Regions from separate parts of the Gossypium hirsutum genome. Here regions 2, 3 and 4 are each linked to region 1. A link is a contact called in public Hi-C data. All regions are on one chromosome and are shown on one strand. Each heading gives the region's core, a stretch centred on a gene start, on an enhancer-like site or on the middle of the called end of the contact. The rest is flanking DNA. Distances are from core to core; before and after follow the strand shown.

The links. A called contact is a pair of places that touch in the nucleus more often than the background predicts.
Region 2: a contact with region 1 is called in a Hi-C map of leaf, with 2.3 times the contacts expected there. The contact joins the promoter of LOC107941846 here to the promoter of LOC107917707 in region 1. A contact is called at or near these places in 2 of 34 Hi-C or Micro-C datasets (hypocotyl and leaf).
Region 3: a contact with region 1 is called in a Hi-C map of callus, with 2.9 times the contacts expected there. The contact joins the promoter of LOC107917745 here to the promoter of LOC107917707 in region 1. A contact is called at or near these places in 3 of 34 Hi-C or Micro-C datasets (callus and leaf).
Region 4: a Hi-C map of leaf shows a contact between it and region 1, with 3 times the contacts expected there. The contact joins the promoter of LOC107917671 here to the promoter of LOC107917707 in region 1. A contact is called at or near these places in 11 of 34 Hi-C or Micro-C datasets (anther, fibers, hypocotyl and 2 more).

Annotation. Positions count from the first base shown.
Region 1 is chrD08:36,188,024-36,191,293 of Gossypium_hirsutum_v2.1, forward strand. It overlaps LOC107917707 (pre-mRNA cleavage factor Im 25 kDa subunit 2), which reads left to right and starts at 1,559. Exons shown (of 7, transcript XM_041098139.1): 1 at 1,559-1,770; 2 at 2,346-2,391; 3 at 2,856-2,949; 4 at 3,068-3,141. The coding sequence starts at 1,652.
Region 2 is chrD08:36,014,335-36,017,604 of Gossypium_hirsutum_v2.1, forward strand. It overlaps LOC107941846 (protein phosphatase inhibitor 2), which reads right to left and starts at 1,778. Exons shown (of 5, transcript XM_016875470.2): 1 at 1,704-1,778; 2 at 619-664. The coding sequence starts at 623. LOC107957559 (a long non-coding RNA gene) reads right to left here. Exons shown (of 5, transcript XR_001700493.2): 5 at 3,053-3,270. LOC121219795 (a long non-coding RNA gene) reads left to right here and starts at 3,225. Exons shown (of 2, transcript XR_005916684.1): 1 at 3,225-3,270.
Region 3 is chrD08:36,365,317-36,368,586 of Gossypium_hirsutum_v2.1, forward strand. It overlaps LOC107917745 (transmembrane ascorbate ferrireductase 1), which reads right to left and starts at 1,665. Exons shown (of 4, transcript XM_016847040.2): 1 at 1,279-1,665; 2 at 222-270; 3 at 1-117. The coding sequence starts at 1,422.
Region 4 is chrD08:36,053,043-36,056,312 of Gossypium_hirsutum_v2.1, forward strand. It overlaps LOC107917671 (putative uncharacterized protein DDB_G0287975), which reads right to left and starts at 1,606. Exons shown (of 4, transcript XM_016846973.2): 1 at 1,305-1,606; 2 at 1,033-1,228; 3 at 859-907; 4 at 1-258. The coding sequence starts at 1,454. The coding sequence ends at 861.

The DNA of each region.
Region 1 (3,270 bases), core at 309-2,808:
AAAGGGATAAATGAAGCTAATCCTAATTTAAACAAATACAAATGTTTATATAATTGAAATATTCATATTTTATACATTAAAAAATTTAATATTAAATATTTATAAATTGTAATATATATTTATTAATATAAGCATTTTTCAATAATATATTAAGAATATTATTTAAAATTTAAAATTATTATTGTTAAAATTTATTAAAATTAAATTGTAATATTAAATAATTTGTTAAAATAATAAGTTATATTATTAATTTATTATATTATTAAATGTATGTTTAATAATATTGAACATTAAAATATTTGATATTAATATTTTTAAACAATTTTAAAAATAAAAAATAATATATTTCAAAAAAATATTATAATAATATCATGCATGATTCAAGTTAATTTTTCTGCAAAATTAAAATTACTCGTAAAAGAGCTCTTTTCCAAAAAATGATTTATACTTTTCAAAAAGGTAAGTCAGCTTACAAGAAAAAAAAAGGGCTTATTTTCTAAAAAATAATTACAAGAAAATATATAAAATATTTCCGGTAAATCATTTCCCATTAAACAAACGCCTCCTTAATGTTTGTTTTCTTGTATATGTATCTAGGACCTTTTTCAAATTGAAGAGAAAAAGGTGGAGTTAAAAATATGAGTGCTCGTTTAGGAAAAATAGGAATGGTATCTTTTGAGATCAAATTATCCCTAAGAATATATATAAAAAAGAAGAGGGTGGAAACCCAAAAATGGTATGAAATGTATGAAATAGCTCAAGTCTAACTCAACCATTTTGCTTGTCATCTTTCTAATGGGGTGACATGAATCAAGCACACAAGCACCAAACATTTCAACTATTCAAACACTTTCTAATATTTTGAGTTGCGCGTAATTCATCATTACTTTATATGAAAGTCCTGAGTGCTAGAAGCAATGTTGGAGAAATGGTAGTAGCAAGTGTCTCAACTTTGAGAAGAAGTCGCGACATTTGCCATTGACTTCTAATGGTCACATGTGTGCCAAGGAGAGACCGTGTTGCAAAATAGTGGAGTAAGTCACAATGATGAACCAGTATTGTCGCGATGGTGCAGCTTGATTTGCAGTTTACTTAAGTTCAATGGAGGTAAGGATGGACAAAAAAGATTTCTTTAATATTTTTAGGGTTTTGTACCAATTTCCTTGCAATTTTCTTTTTAGATTCTATTGTAAATACTTACGTTAATTAGATTTCTAGTAGCTTTGTGTTGTATTTTCTTATATACCAATCACAATTGGACTTATAGAGCAAGTGTAGGAAGACTGTACCTCGGGCAAAACTTCAATTTGAGATCACCATTATTGAGCATTTTTAAACTCAAATCTTTGGTTTTTCCTGCGCTTATTTGATGATGTTGATACGATGGACCTATTTGTAATGGTTGTATTAGAAAGGATTAAGAAGGAGCGGAAATAGCAGCTAATGAGTAATGTGACATATCGACAAATGCTATGAGCCTAATAACATAAGCCCATTTTACAACAATGGTTAGGCCCTTTCCTGATTATTTTCAATGGGCTGAACTCATTAATAAGACCATATTCATTAACCTTTTCACACCCTTCCCTCTCCCTACCCACAATCGAATTTGCCGCCGGGGAAACAAACGTTTCGACTCGGAGAGGGAGAGATGGTAATGTCACCTGTGGTTAACACGTACCCTTTGTCCAGCTACACCTTTGGTACCAAAGAGCCGAAGATGGAGAAGGACACGTCCGTCGCCGATCGCCTTGCTCGCATGAAAGTCAAGTAATTCATTTTTTCACTTTCTTCATTTTATTCCTTGTATAATTTCATATTTTTCCAGGATTTTTAAAAACCCTAGATAAACCCCAATTTTCCTTTTGGCTCCTGAGAATGCTGACTTGAGGTTGGGTTTTCATGTGCTTAGGGTTCCTTTGTACTATTCTGTTTCAGAAATATGGAAAAGAAAATGAGGAAAAAAGGGCTAATTTTGAATTGCTTTGTGTTGGACTGTTCGAATTAGTTGAGTCGGTGGTCTTCGAAACCCTAGCTGCTTCTCGTTTCTTAGATCATGTTGGGATCTGGGGGCAATATGTAGTTCAAAACCTATTTACTGGTAAAAACCATATAACATTTGAACTGAGATTTTGATTTTGTTTCTCGTATTTTAGACGATGTAAAAGTATTGACTTGGTTTTTGGGTAAGCAAAAGCAAGAAAACCCTTTTTCAAAAAAGAAAACAGGTGCCAATTACTTGAAGAATTTATCATGGATGTCATTAGATTACTTACAGATTGACATTTTGAAACTTTCCTTTACGAGCTTAAGTTAGTAATCGATTTTTTTTATTGGAGTTGCAGTTACATGAAAGAGGGCATGAGAACTAGCGTTGAAGCAATTTTATTGGTATGTAACTGTACCTCTGTTTAGCCATTACATCATAATAACCACAAGATTTAACCTTATAATGTTTATGCTTCTCTCTCTTTTGCAAAAATGTGTGGTAATGGCTTTCACTCCCACTTTTCTATACACAGTAGTTAGCTCGTACATGTGTTTACATATGACCATGATAGTCAACCTGGAAGAAATTTACAACTATCTTATGTGTATAAAGAGGAATTACATCCTAATACATGAAGGGCCCCTTTTATATGGAATTTATATGTATATTTTAATTATCATTGTCTATGATAATATCTAAAGGAATTAGCATTCTCTTTGGCATTATGAGTTTATCTTGTGCTTTTGCTGAACTTACTACTTACCATAGTTTTTGTGTGGTTTACAAAAAGTTGGCTTCTAATGATGACCATTTTAATGTTTTTTTTATTTTCCCCTTCGATTGCTTATACTACCTTCTCATGCAGGTCCAAGAACATAATCATCCTCACATTCTTCTTCTGCAAATTGGGAACACATTCTGCAAACTTCCTGGTGGACGACTGAAGCCTGGAGAGAATGGTATCATCTTTTAACTATTTTCATATTATGTTGTTCTCCTTACATCGTTTCTGCTGTGCTATTTTGGAGATTCTGTGTCCTTTGTAATACCTATGCTCTTATGTTTGTTTGGCTTCAGAGATTGAGGGTTTGAAAAGGAAGCTGACCAGCAAGCTTGGCGCTAATTCACCTGCTCTTGTGCCAGACTGGCAGGTACAGATTTTTGTAACTATCTTACTATGATGACTAGTCATGTTTCCTAACAATTTCCATTGATCATTGTAATGGTGTAGCTTGGAAACATTTTCTTTAATTCACATTTCTTTCTGTTCCTTGTTATCT
Region 2 (3,270 bases), core at 528-3,027, 170 kb before region 1:
GGACTACTTCAGAAACTGGATTTGCACTCCAGGCATAGCCTAATCAAGGCAAAGATATGAGGCTGATTTCTAGATAAGTATACTGTATCCTTCCTCATTAAAGTGTTACATCTAAATTATAGACTTGGCATAACATATATATGACTAAAATTGGCAATTTTTTACCTATTTTTGCTGGTGGAATGGGCTCACCTACAGTTATATCAAGCCATGCATTCATATGTTAAAGAGTCATTTCTAAAATGAAGAAACACCTTATGAATATTGCATAATTAGAACAATCCATTCTCTTTTAAAACGGACAATCTGCATTGTTAATATATTTAAAAAAAGAAAAAGGAAAAAGTCACATGTAGAACTAGTTAGCTGAAACCTAAATGGGGAGAAAACAAGCTAAAAGTTGAAGCAGAAGTTAGATTTCTATTTGGCTCAGAAGTTCCAGTGTCCAGAAATGCAAGAAGCTTCAAATATAGTAATATCTTGTTATATGCTATAAAGAATAAAGATAGAAGCAATTTTGAATACGATAAAGTTAACCATCAATCATCTCATCCCGTCTGCTTCCAAAAGAGCCAAAAGGAAACCAAATAAAAGAACAAGGAAGATATTCTGAATTACTTCATCTGGAAAATTACGGTGTTTTAACAGCAAGCTTCAAGTAGTCCTGATCCAATGAAACATTATTGTAATCACTTAGCTACACTTTTAACAAAAAAAAAATGAAACACTAAACTATTATGCAGATAATGCAGAGCGAAATTACTAATTCATGCTAAAATCAGGCTTGTGCTGGCTTTTACTTTATATTAAGCATAAGAGTGTCAAAAAAAGAATCAAACTGGAAAGAGTTCAAAGGCAGAGTCTTTTGAGTTGATAACAATACAAATTCAGAAATTTGGTACTAGAAAAGAAAAGAAGTTACAACACCAAATGTGGCAAAAGCTTAACTACTCACACTCCAGAGAACCATGTCAAACCTAAAAACAAAAAAAGCCAGTAGCGGCCATGAGAGGAAAACAGAATTATCCTAAATAAACTAATCCTCAAGGGCAACTTCATCAAGACAAAACCTGGCAGCAAAATCTCACTATTCTAGGGCTACATCCATAAGCAAATCAGTAGCCATGTTGAGTCACAGAGATTCTCAATTCCCAAATGTAAACACTAATACGTCCAAAGATTTGTGGTTTACCACTCTTAAGATCCAAAACAATTTAAAAAAAAAAAAAGCAAGGACAAAAAGAATTAATGTACACTCAAAATGGATGATGCCTAAACCAGTTAACTAGTGCATGAATCAGGGGCACAAGAAAATGAAACCGAAAGTGATTGCATAGTTACACAACTACTTAACCAGAAATCCCTAAATATATAAATATAAGAAATTATAGTAAAAAAATACAAGTACATGCAAGTAATTAAACCTAGAATCAAAAGAACCAAGAAGCAAAAGGCGACATAAACAATAATCAAATGAATGAAGTATATAGCTAATTCAGTCCAAGGATCAGGCTATCAAGCTCAGTTCAGATGGATGCTGAGAAAATGGATAATATAAACAAGAAAAGTTAAAACGGCAAAATTAACCCCAATAACCATTAACAATCAGGAAAATATTTCCATCAATTTAAGGTTTCACCGAAGGAATTTCAAATTCACCGAGAAAAGAAAACGAAAAAGCAATTGGAGAGAGAAATTTGTACCTTCCGATCGCTCCTGTTGATTTTGAATACCAAAAAATTTCCATTTTGGGGGATTTTAAGTATTTTATATTATTATTTATTTTACCAATTCTACCCTTTCATTAATTTCAATTACCGGTTGAATCCGAATGCAATTGGGTTATCTCCACCTTTGTTTTAGTTGACTTTTTTGTTGACTCATAAATATCAGTGTAGATCTTGGCACGCAAGTTCTTGGCGCCCAAAGGCAACGCTGAAATCTTAGACCACGTTTGGTTCGCTGTATTGGATTAGAGGCGTAATGGAATAGAGGTGTAATGGATTAGAGGTGTAATAGCAAATCAACTGTTTGGTTGAATGTAATGGAATAGAGGCGTAATAGTAATCTTGTGTTTGGTTGAATGGAATAGAGGTGTAATAGCATAATGGAAAAAACTAAAATGACTAGAATACCCTTAGCATAAATTTGTTTTGGTAAATGATTATTGTTATTGTTATTTAAATTTTAATAAGATTATTATTATCAATAATAAATAATTTAATCATATTTAAACATAATTATAATTAAATATATTATAATTTAATAAAATTCTTATATGAATTTACTAAAATTATAATATATAATAGTATAAAATATAATTTAAAATAATAATTATTAAATATAATTTAATAAAAAAATATAATTTAATAAAATTCTTAATATTAAAATATTCTTATATGAATGTACTAAAATCATAATATATAATACTATAAAATATAATCTAAAATAATTATTATTAAATATAATTTAATATAAATATATAATTTAATAAAATTCTTAGTATTAAATATTCTTATACGAATTTACTAAAATCATAATATATAATACTATAAAATATAATCTAAAATAATTATTATTAAATATAATTTAATATAAATATATAATTTAATAAAATTCTTAGTATTAAATATTCTTATACGAATTTACTAAAATCATAATATATAATACTATAAAATATAATCTAAAATAATTGATTTTGTGGATTTGATTAATTGATGACTTAATAATTATTATTAAAAAAACCCATTTGAATAATATAGTGTGTTAAATATCTTTCTTTTTTTTAAAAAAAGAAAACATGATTTGTTTGTAGCATTTTACTTTTTTTTTTGTTTCGTTTGTTGAGATAATTTTTGTAGTGTTAATTATAATTGAACATAATTAAAAAATTAAAAAAGAATTAAAAAATAAACTCCATCAAACCTGTGAGCCATTCAAACTCCATCAAATTCTATTAGTACAAGACTCTTGTAATTCTACAATAACAAACACAATGATACTATTTATTTTGTTACAAGAAAATTGATCAGAAAAGATCTCTGCTTGGAAATGAAAATAATTTAGATGTAGATATTCAAACTCCAAATCTACTTGATAACACATAGTACATACTGAAAAAAAAATCAAGGACTAACTGATATTTAGGAAGAAGCTCTAGGTAAAGCACATTCTACATTTTTGGATATGTTCCCACAGCAATATCGGTATATTGATCTTTAGAAAGAAGCTCTAGGTAAAGCAAACAGTTCTAGTGCATTCAAGATGAAC
Region 3 (3,270 bases), core at 415-2,914, 180 kb after region 1:
TCTTGAATGCCGTATAGATTCCAATAATGCCTAGAATCAGAGCAGTGGCATGGAGCACAAGATGTATGACTTTCTTAACTTCCTTCTTCAGTGGCAAAGACTTGTAGCTCATAATGGCTGCATTTTTTGCAATGTTGGGAAAATATTTTAGATTTGTTTTTGTCAATCAAACCAGAAAGCAAGCTGTTTGTTTGTATCAAGGAATGTTGGATTTGATTTACCTTCACCTCCTAAGATAATGAAGCCAATCAACATCAATACAGGATGGAGCTGCAGTAAAATTGTAAATGGCAGTAAGCAATTTAGAATTAGATGTCAAAATTCATGGAGCATTCAGCATGAAAGAGACATTATTAATCCAGACAAAAATGTCACGTTAAGACAATGAGATAAAACTTTGGAATGCAGTAATTATGATTTAAAACCACAATTATTCCATTAATATACAATTTGTTTTTCTTTCTTGGACACTACAAATGAGAGTGATTGCTTCGATAAGTCAAGAAAATGGATAACTAGTTGTGACAACGAAATTTGGGGTTCAATTAGTTGGTTAAATCCAAAGAAAGTTAATGGACACCATCTCCAACATATAGTAAGAAATATGTATATTGTTAGATACAAGTATGCTTCCTATGTTTCATATTTGAATATTTTATTGATCACCGATATCAGATACAATACTCTATAAAATAATTCAGTTAGCATGAATAGGTTCAAGTGCCTCATTCTCCTTCCTCCTAGAAACCTTAACCATGTTAGACAAGTTTTTGATACGGAAAATGGCAAAAGGAACAGGGGATAAAAATACTAACAAGGATGGGAAAAAACAATGTGGATGCTTGACCATATAATATATTATAATGAAGGGTAAGTAGGTAGGTTACTATATTCCATGGGACATGGCTAACTACCGCCACCATATGAAGGTTGACCAGCCACCATCAAAGTCTAATAATTGAGGGGCATCCAAACCAAAACTATAGCAAGGGGGAAAAAGGGATAATCGAACATGAAATTGTAATAAAATTCAAGGAATCAAACAACAGCGGAACCCCCAAAAGAAGTCTTCTTCATCATTAGTTTAGTGCCTGAGTTTAAGATTATACGAATAATTTGGTGATGGAAGGTATTAACACCATCCAAATTCAACCAAAAGGAACTGTTATGTGATAATAATCGGAGGGGAGAAACAGAAACCAAACAAAGTTGCAGTTGAAGCCATGAAAAGGAAACAAGATTTTGAGGAATCCCAAGAGCAGAAAGGAAAAAACTTACATTAAAGATGAGATTTTTGTTAGAAGATTCCCAAGCTAATCCACCCCTGAAGTGAATGCACCAAACCAATACCATAACAGCGCCGGCAATCGCGAGGGCATGAGGCACAAACGACAAGTGCAAGGCCTTAACTCCTATCGCCATGTTCGCTCTCTTCTTTCCAGCAAAATACTGCAGAGCAGAAGAAGTAAAGACTTTCTTATCATAATTGGCTCCTACCTAGATGTTCCGAGATTTATGAACCGTTGGATGGAGATCTTTGTTGCATCCTGATTTATGCGACGTGGATATCAAGATGTTTGGATTCTACATTTTACTCACAGTTTAGTCACTCTCCCCGCGGATGCCGTCGCGCCACGTGCTTCATTTCAGTCTCCATAGGATACCAGCCTACTTTTTTGCTTTTCTAATATGGTTCAAATAAGGGATTATCCATTTGAAAAAAAACAAAAATTTATCCAAACCCCCAATATCTATCCCACTTATTATTATTAATTAAATTTAAATTTGTATTTTCTATTAAAAATTTTATTTTAAACAATTAATATATACTATTAAAAGGAATTCCTATATTTTCATGCCTTTATATACAAATTAATAATAAAAAACAACTTTAACTCTCAAAATATAAAATATCTTAGACTTTTTTATCCAACCAAAATATTGGAATATTTTTCGCTCACTTTGTGTTCTATATATCTATATATACAATTATTTAAGTGTGTGATTAAGTTGATGTCACAAGCCAACTCAATATCAATTTAATCAAAAAAATTACTATATATATATATATTAATAATCAATATAGATCGCATTTACTAATATGATAACTTTTTTGATGTGCTAGAGAAAAATAATAAATAATTTGAGTGCATTCTTTTATTATTAATCTAATGCATTTACCTATTTAATTTCTTTTTACTCATAGTTTAAACTAAGTTTTCATTTTAATTTCGTTCATATTGCATACATGCTTTTATTATTAGCTGTAAATTACATGTTTTATTATTTATTGTATGTAATTTGTAAAAATATATATGTATTCTAAATACGTGGTTTTTTATGTGTATATATGTCTGATAAAATTATTAATATTAAATAATTATAAATTTTAAAATATTATCCCGCTAATATTAAGTATTATATATTTTTATTTGTATATGGGCATGTTCAATGAATTTTTTATAGTTAACAACAAAAATGTTACGAAATGACCTGTTAGAAATTTTAACATTTTATATTCAAGTTTTGTCATGTGTTTTTATCATGTTTTAAGTTTAGTGTGAACAAAATTCGATTTAATTTTTTTAGTCAATTCGATTATTGAATTTTATAATTTGAATAACTCGAATAATTCAAATAACATATTGGTGTAAATACCTTTTTAATCTTTGTTGATTTTGAAAATGAGCAAATTAGTCTCTCATTAAAAAAATCAAAATAATTTTAAAATTTTAAAATATTTATAAGAATTCTAAGATTTTTTTTTAAAAGTTAAAAAAATCTAAAGAATATGTAAAAAAATTAATTTTTTTAAATAATAATTTTGGGACTTAAATAAGTTAATTAATAATTTCAGTTTATCATACTAAAATATTTTTTTCTTCGAAAAAGTTTTTAAATATATATGATTTCAAATTTATGTGTTCTAACATGAATTTAATTATACAGTAACAAGATTTTAATTTAACTTGAATAATTTCACTAAATTCAACTCGACTTGAATTTTATTTCATTTGGCCTAATTTAACAAAATTAAACTAAATTAAGATGATAAAATAAAACTCATCAATACAAATAGCTTAAAAGTTTTTTTGGTTGAATTCGATAAAACGTTGACCCTACTTCTGAGTTCTGATGTATGTTAAAAATACAGATGGGCAATGTATCATTTGTTACGCTCTCTAATTGTCCTGACTAACGCGATGACAAAATATGAATATTGACAAGAAACCAAACAAAAAATAATAAAAAAAAGGAGTGGTGAAGTCA
Region 4 (3,270 bases), core at 356-2,855, 130 kb before region 1:
ATGATTTCCAGTAAATTTGATTTGATGTTAGAGTTGCTTTGTAGCTTCTTCAAATATCCCTTTAGATCTTATACTAATAGAAAGTTGAATCAGAAATTTTTTCCATACTCTGCCCAGCTATGCTTTATGTTAATATGTGAAATTCAGATGATACTAATGTCTTACAAGTTGTATCCCATGATGCATGATGCTATTTATATCATAAAACACATGGTGTCACTTCATCCAAATAGCTTCTTCTTGAACTGGGTTTGCATGCTGTTAGTGGATAAACAACAAATTGTTGAGGGAAGAAGATAAGTATCTCTTTAAATGCCATAGCATAAAGAATGAGCACATCAAGAAACAATACCATGGAACCAACTTTTCAAGAATCATGTTTAAATCTAAGCCTCGCATGACACATAATTATACCACACTAGATTTAGCCAATTTTTGAAGTCACAAGGATACCAATACAAATATGTCTTAATAATCACAAAGTTTAGAATCAAATTTTTACAGTTCAGCACAAACAAACTAAAAACTGGAAGAATCTAAATTAAAACTGAGTAACTGAACTAAAACTTACAACTCATGGTGGGATTCAGATACCCTATACAATGAATTTTGAATCTAGATACTTAAAACCCAAACCTCCACTTTTACCAACTGTGCTAAGACTTCATTAATGGAGATTTAACAAGTGTCATCAAAATTTATATAAAACAATTAATTAATATTACACAGCCAAAACATGACTACCTAGACGATGAGTAGATCAAGGGGGCAAAAACAAAAGAAAGCATCTCAAAACAACAAGCACCACTGACATAGTTAATTAAACAAGCATTTAGCAAGTTAGAAACATTCAAGTACCATCAGGCACCTGCCGCATTAATCTTTTCCTTAACTGTGGGTTGTGGTCCTGTTCAAAACAACAATAAAATATCAGAAATATACAAGCTTGATAAGGTTTTGCCTATGTTAGCAACTTCAAGAGGAGAATAAAAGTTATTTATTTATTTTCAGAAATGATTAGGTAAAGCTAACCAGAGATCAAGGCCGTGGGCCTGGTCTTGAACAAAATCTTGTGGCGAATAACTCCAACAACATCGAGCTCTACGCATGATGAAGAAGAAGTAGCCACGTCCATGTACTTAATTTTCTTGAGAACCACCATGGGCTTCTTAAGGGCCACTTTGGACCCCGTTAATTCATGATAGCCGACCGTGAAAGTGTAATTCTCCTGCAGATTTAGTTAACATGAAAGTGTAATGGGGCGTATCAGTGTAATAATCTAAAAGAAAAAGCAAAAAAAAAACCTGGGAAGAAGGGCGGCAAAGCAGTCCGATTTGGAGGTTTTGGAGAGAATGCTGGAAAGAAGGCTGCACTTCAACCACGCCTTGCAATTCGATAATTGCCCATTCAGGGCACTTCTCTGCCCCACAACTACACTTTACCTGGATCTGCATTCTTTTTCTTTCCCACTTTATCTGCAAACAAAAACGGTTGGATAATTGATTGATTCAAGAGAAACGGGGAACATTTAAATTGAATTTTGGGGGAATCGGCCGCCGCAGTGGCGCGGCTCTTACATTGGGGGATGCTTTTGACAGTGCTAAATTCCTTTTTTACCCTTAATTCAACTTTCCAAATTTTTATGGGCTTGACAGGGGTATATGGCCGGACCCTGTACTCAAAATTCTTTTCCAATTATGTAAACTGGGTCATTTATGGGAAAACAAAGCAAAAAAAGACAAGCAGAAATCCAAAACAAAACGAACATACACCTGGGCCAAGCCCAAAACAAAAAAACAAAAACAAACAAAGACAAATCCAGTTCAAGCAACTTCCCGCCAAAAGAAAAACAAAACAAACCCTGGAAGGAGCTGTCAACAACAGAATCCGTGGTTCGCAGCAGCCAAAGCCGAAAGATGCAACGCCAAGCTTGCCGATCAGCTAAAGTGGGGAGAAGGAGGTGACCAACGGTAGCGGCAGCGAATCGCAGACAACCCCACGGTGTCCAGAGCGAGAGATCCCCTCGGAGCCAACCAACCAAACCCAACTGCAGCCGAACCAGCAAGCCCCATGCAGTCCCTCTGCCCAAGCCAACCGAAGAACCCCAATCGTGCAGAATCGTCTTAGTCAGCTATTCCTGTCGATCCTAAAAGCCGGCTGTCGAAACCATTTTTAAATTTGAAAAAAAGGAATCGACTTTTTAAAATAAATGGGAGTCGTCACTGATATTTTATTAGGGTGTGATCGGCTCACCTTAAAACAAATTTTGTCTACGAGATTTGAGAAAATAGGTTCGGGAGTCAGTTACGCACGAGGAAGGGTTAGCACCCTCGTAACGCCCAAAATTGGTACCGATTTGATTGTTCAATATTTTATTTTCGAATTTTTGAAAAGATTTTAAAAATACGGTCCTTGATTAGAAAACTTGGATGAACTAGCTTGAATGATAAGACGTACTTATTTCGAAGAAATAAATTATCACACCCAGTGAGTTAGGGTGTTACAATTCTATCTTCGAAATTAAATGTGTTCTTTTTTTATGAAAATCATGAGTTTAAAGAAGGTTACTTGATTGTTTAAGTCAATCGAGAAATCAAAATTCAGTGAGTTAGGATTCAATTTCTCGAAATTCTTAAACCTCAAATATTGCCTTTATTTTTATCGAGACAACAAAATGCCACATTCAGTAAGTTAGGATCCAACATTTTGTAATCTTAAGAGCTTTATTTTAACAATTGTATAGTTTTAATAAAATGGATACTTGATGATATAAATTCATTGAGAAGAATTGAAGCCCAGTAAGTTAGGGCACAATTCTCTCGAGAACTCATAAACACCAAGCCCTTTTTAGAAATTTGAAATAAAACGATTGTAATGCTTTAAAGAAATGCAATTTTTGCAAACAACATAATTTGAATAGCAATATATAAAGCAGATGATGAATAACAAACCAAGTTTAGAATATGCAGCAACCAAACATATAATACATCAACATTAATGATTAAGTATCTAATAAATCAATAATCAATCTCATAAAGATATTTTTGAAAAAAGATATTTAGAAACAATTTAATAATAAATAATTAAACCAAAGCAAGCAAAATAAATAACTTCCTTTAAGAAATAAGATACTTATGTATGAAACGCGTATAAAATTTTATAAGTTGAAATCTATTATACTTTACATTTATTTGTATACACCAACAATTCCATATAAATTATATATATAGATATAATAGTCACGAGATATCATGGTGAAAATAAAATTTG